2 separate regions of the Anas platyrhynchos genome follow, and region 1 is linked to region 2. Evidence: chromatin contacts called from public Hi-C data. All regions are on one chromosome and are shown on one strand. The core of a region is the stretch at or near the end of the contact, and the rest is flanking DNA. Distances in the headings are between cores, read along the strand shown. Region 1 holds the start of MYD88 (MYD88 innate immune signal transduction adaptor). Region 2 holds the start of XIRP1 (xin actin binding repeat containing 1).

What was found. A called contact is a pair of places that touch in the nucleus more often than the background predicts.
Region 1: a Hi-C map of skeletal muscle shows a contact between it and region 2, with 1.9 times the contacts expected there. The contact joins the promoter of MYD88 here to the promoter of XIRP1 in region 2. A contact is called at or near these places in 2 of 8 Hi-C or Micro-C datasets (skeletal muscle and subcutaneous adipose tissue).

Annotation. Positions count from the first base shown.
Region 1 is chr2:154,513,548-154,516,247 of IASCAAS_PekinDuck_T2T, forward strand. MYD88 (MYD88 innate immune signal transduction adaptor) reads right to left here and starts at 1,377. Exons shown (of 5, transcript NM_001310832.1): 1 at 967-1,377. The coding sequence starts at 1,342.
Region 2 is chr2:154,360,854-154,363,553 of IASCAAS_PekinDuck_T2T, forward strand. XIRP1 (xin actin binding repeat containing 1) reads left to right here and starts at 1,411. Exons shown (of 8, transcript XM_038173952.2): 1 at 1,411-1,567.

The sequences.
Region 1 (2,700 bases), core at 127-2,626, 150 kb after region 2:
GTCTGTCCGGGGTCTGAAGAAGTCAGCCCACTGCGCTCCCTCCTGGGGGCTCGGCTGAATTTGGGGCCACGAGCAGCCTCAGTGAGCGATTCTTGCTGTTCTTCTGATACCTCAGGTCCCTCACGCAGCTGTGGCTCACAAAACATACTGATTTCTTTTTCCTTTCCCCAAAGTCTTCAGAGCGTTCTTCGCTGGGCAGAGCAGCGGGAGCACAGGGAAGCCCTCCGTCGGTTCGTAGTCAGGCTCTCCGCGCAGCCACATTCCTACAGCTTCAGCTCTTGCAGTAACAGGAAATGAGATTTGTTATTTCTTCATCGGTAACCCCGTAAACGACACGCCACAACACACGGCCTCAGAGCAGCCCCTGGCTTTGGAAGCGCTTCGGCAGTTAAGTTCCCCTCCAGTTCTCGCAGCCGGCTTCCCTGTGAACTCCTGTGATCGCGAGCAGAGGCTACAAAGCACAGGTTATAAAAGCAGCCGTGGGGCCCCCACGTTCACTGCTGTGTGCTGATTGTGCCTTGTAATTTTTCGGCTTACATGGAAATGAACTTCCCCTCCTGACACCCTGACCCTACAGGTGGTGCTGCACACCCTGCACCCCAAATCTCCCCCTAGCACTGCACCACTCCCACATTATTCAATATCTGAGCCTCCTCATGGCCCAGTGTGCCGAAATCATCCTTAGACGTGCTGATAGGAACCAAGGGGGTCCTCTGGATAAGATGAAGCTCGCGATTACTTCTCAGGGCTCAAGGTTAGCAGAACCGGGGCGCCCTTCCCTCCTGAAAGCCCTGTGAGGAGGAACCATGAAGGGGCTGCCGCGTCGCTGTGTGACCCCAAAAAAAAACCAGCAAGGAGCCGTGGGGCTCAGTTTCCCCTCACACCCCCTCTGGGGACATCCCCAGGATAAAACCCGGACCCTTTGTGCCCATTTCCACCTCCCCCTGAGGTACACCCGCGCCTCACCCACGCTGGCCGCCAGGTCAACCAAGACGTCGTGGCGCTCCAGCTGCCTCAGCAGCTCGAGCAGGCGGCCCACGGTGGCCCCGCCGGGGCAGCGGCTCTGCCACTCGTCCAGCAGAGCCCCGGTGGGGTCTGGCAGAGCCTCCAGCCGCCGGATCTCCAAATATTCGCAGCCCAGCTCCTCGGCCAGCGCCGTCCAGTCGGCGGCGGCGGCGGCGCGGGGGTTGAGGTAGAGACCGAGGCGGCGCCTCACGCCGTAGTTCAGAGCCACCATGGGCACGGCCGCCAGCTCCGGGGGGAAAGAACCCGGAGCCGAGCCCGGAGTCGAGCCCGGAGCTGAATCCGGGGTCGAGCCCGAGCTCGCCGGTGCCGTGGCCATGGCCGGGGCCGCTTTCGGCTTCTTCTTCCCTCCCCCGGAGCCTTCCCGCCCCGCCTCGCCTCACGGGGCAGGACCCGCCTCTGCCTCTGCCTCTGCCGCCCCCGGGGGGAGGCGAAAGGAGGAAGGATCTGCGCTTCACGAGCCTTTATTATTACTATTATTACTATTTTTTATTTTTTTTATTTATTTTTTTTTTTTCCCAAATAGCACCTCAGGAATCCACATTTTGTCTTATTGTCCAGCTCCAGGCTTCTCCAAAGGATCTGGGGGTGCTGATGGATGCTGAGTGAGACCCAGCAGTGTGCGCATGTGGCTGTAGAGCTCAGGGATATGGTTTAGTGGGGACTGTTAGCGTTAGGTCAGAGGTTGGACTCGAGGATCTTGAGGTCTCTTCCAACCTAGAAATTCTGTGATTCTGTGATCCTGGCTGGTAGCAGCCAGCAGGAGCAGGGCGGTGATGGTCCCCCTGGGCTCTGCTCTGCTGGGGCTGCACCTCCAGGGCTGTGCTCAGCTCTGGGTCCCTCAATACAAGGACATCGAGGCGCTGGAGTGTGTCCAGAGCAGGGCTATGGAGCTGGGGAAGGTGATAGGACCAGAGGGAATGGCCTCAAGTTATGCCAGGGGAGGTTCAGGTTGGAAATGAGGAGACATTTCTGCTCAGCAAGAGCAGTCAGGCATTGGGACGGGTTGCCCAGGGAGGTGGTGGCGTCACCGTCCCTGGGGGTGTTCAAGGAGAGGTTGGACGTGGTGCTTGGGGACATGGCTTAGTGGTGACATTGGTGGTAGGGGGATGGTTGGAACAGGTGATCTTGGAGGGCTTTTGCTGCCTTAATGACTCTGTGATTGTCCCACCCAACACCCAGACCATCAGATTCACAAGGAAAGGCTGACAGCTGATGTACACCCAATCTCTGTGTCCATGGCTCTGCTTCTGCTCCTTTTCCACCCAAAAGCTGAGGCACTTTTGCACATCCAGCTTTGGAGCTGCCAACTCTGCCAGCAGCAGCCATGTCCCAATTCCCCAGGTTAGCTCAGGCCAACAACAGCTCCAGCTAACCCAGGAGATTTTACCCAGCCCGGTTGGGATCCCTCAGATACTGCTCTGTGAGGGAGCAGGTGAGAGCAGCAACTCACCATCGTAAGGAGATGAGCTGGGAGCAGTCCCCTCTTGCACACATTCACTTGGATCAAGAACAGGACATCTGTCAGGATCTGAGTGGCTTTGCAGTTGGGTTTCTGATTAATTAGGTTTGAACAAGCGATGCTCAGAACACTAGGCCTGTTCAGGTACTCCAACATCTGGGCTACTGCTTTGTCCCAGACTTTTATTTGGGATACGATTGTTTCTTTTAAGCAGC
Region 2 (2,700 bases), core at 161-2,660:
TTTCCTCCCTAAATTAAATACCTAACAAGGAAGCATCTCAGCTTCAAAGCCTTGCTTTGCCCATTCAACTAAAAACCCATCCAACATCCGTCAGATTTGTCCCTTGGAAGCCCAGCAGCTGATAAAGTCACTGATATTTTCCCATCAGGGTGCAGGGCATCCTGCACACTCCTCCAAGAGCTGAATATCGTTCAGTGGAAAATTACCAGGTCAGGAAGACCCTGAGAGTGCAGGAGGAGGGCAAAGGCTTCAAGCCTGGTACACACCTGAATCTGTACAGAGCTGGGGGCGTGCTCTAGGCTGGTCCTTAGGTGCTGCTGCAACAAATGCACCTGAGATCATAAGCACCTAATGCATGAAATCAGACTCACCATACCTGCAAGGTAGAGAATAAAAGTGTTAAAGTTTCTCAGATGGGTTTAAGTGCTGGAATAAAAGCTCAGTAAAGAGTTTTCTACTTGTTCCAGTAAGATTTGGATCAGAACGCACAGAAAAGTGCAGGTTATTATTCATAAAGTGATGACAGAGGTGGTCGGTCCGTATATCCAGCTCTGTGTGTTGCCCTAACTCACCCCTAGTATCAAAGGTTTCTTGCTTAGCTTAGGCTTTTCTGGGTAAATGATTTTCCAGCTTTTGATGTTAAATGCAGCCCTTCTGGTTCATTATAAACCAACACACTATTATCTGCTCTTATTCACGCACTGCCTTTGTTGCTTGGTCAACCTTCCAGCATGTGCAGGACAAATCCCCCGAAAGAACTTCATGGAAAACCATGGATTGTCAGGTGCCAGACCAGTCCTGTTAGTGGGCACGATGTTTTTTGAGGGGTTACCTTTGCTAAACTCTGATTTTGATCAGACTTAGATGATGCATAAATTGGATCCCCACAACCAGTCCTGCCTTTTCTTGTCCCTAATAGTGAACAATTTCAATTCATTGCACCCGGACCCTCTCTCCCTGAAGTCCTGACCACCTCATTTTTGCCAGGAGGAGCAGTGCATGCCCTAGAGCTGTTAACAGTCTGGAGAGATTTCCTTTCTTATGGTTCAGGCAAAGCCTCCTCAGCAAAGTCACAGGCATTTGGGACCATAAGATGCGCTGAAAAACCTTCCTGGTTTGGAGGATGAATGTATGACCTTTGCCAGAAACATCCACTTTAAAATCCCCATGCTGAGGAACTAATTTCTGCTCCACCTCAGACAAGGATTCCAGCAGATTTACACCCAAATCAGAGCCTTGCTGTGGGTCTAGATGGCTATTCATGCCCCAGCTGGGCTCTGAATTTACTCGGTGGTTTTACAGGGAAGGATGAGACCTTAATATTTGGCAACAGGCTAGCAGGAGCAAGGAGGAGGCTTCAACTCCTCCGCTCTTCAGTGCCAGCTCTCCAATTCACACCAGCTCCAATCACACATCAGCTTTTAATATTTAATTGCAGCTTTGCCAAGGGACTTTGCCTCCTGTCTTGTAAAGGAGGGGATGAAAAAGGAGTCAGAAGCGTGGTACTGAAGAGCCCCAAGGAGACTATCAAATGGCAGATCTCAGGTGGAGGAAAGCACTCTAGCATGTAAGTGATTTTACACCAAAAAAAAACAACCCTCCCAGATCAGAGGAGATGGAATGAATTAATATCAGTAAGCCCTTGGTGACTGGGGGGTGCTGTGCTGGTTGTGGGAACAGTTCAGGGTGGGCTGAGAAGTGTATTTCCATTTACTGTGCCTACAGTATTGAAGAAGAGGGGGGCATAAATGAAAAATCAGGGAAGGCTTCCCTTCTAATGCGTTTATCCTGCCATGAAGTAAATCCCCCAGGGGCTCTTCACGTGGAGTTGTTTAACATTAGACACAACCGCAAGAATGGGGAATGATCCCTGGACTGTGGGAGGTGGGTGTCTGTGATCTAAAGCTGTCTCTTCTCTAACATTGTGTGAAGTGACCTGGGGAAAAAATAAATAAAAGGAGGGATACAAAAATAAAAAATAAATTTAAAAAAAAAGAGGAATTTCTAAAGCAAATAGTGAGAAATATACATCCCTCTTCCTGGTCTTGATTTCAGATATGTTAAAAGGGGAAGGCGGTGATTCATAAGCTGCTGAGTATCACCCCAACCCCCCAGAAAAAAAATTGACCAGATCTGCAAGTGCAATAGAAATCATTTATGAAACATATTATGCAAGCAACACAGCTTTTAAAACAAGTATTTTCAAAATCTCAGTGCAAGTATCTAATAATCCCATGGTTTGGATGTCTGTGTCAGTAATTAAAGAGCAATTACGTATAACTTGTAGGTCCCTTGAGCTCTATCTAAATTCAGAAAATGAGCCCCAGATGACCTAATGTACTTCCAAGTGTCAGATCAGTCATCACAAATCCACTGCCTGAGACTTCTGCTGTGCCTTTCTGAAGCCTGGAATACAAGAACATTTTTGGCAGAAGAGGGCAAGAGGTGCTTAATCCTCCAGTTACTGCTTAATTCAGAGCTGATTCATGTCTACACAACACTGGAGACATTAAATATATATATATATCCATTTATGATGCATACACATAATTTCCATCAAATTACTTTAAATGATTTAAAGCTGAACCTTTTTCTGGTTCTTTCCCTTTCTCTGTCACAAAGCTGGACTGGGTGACTAAGGGGAATAAGAAAATTGATGGGCAAAGGTGGAAAAGACCCATTCCGTGCATTAGGAGTAAT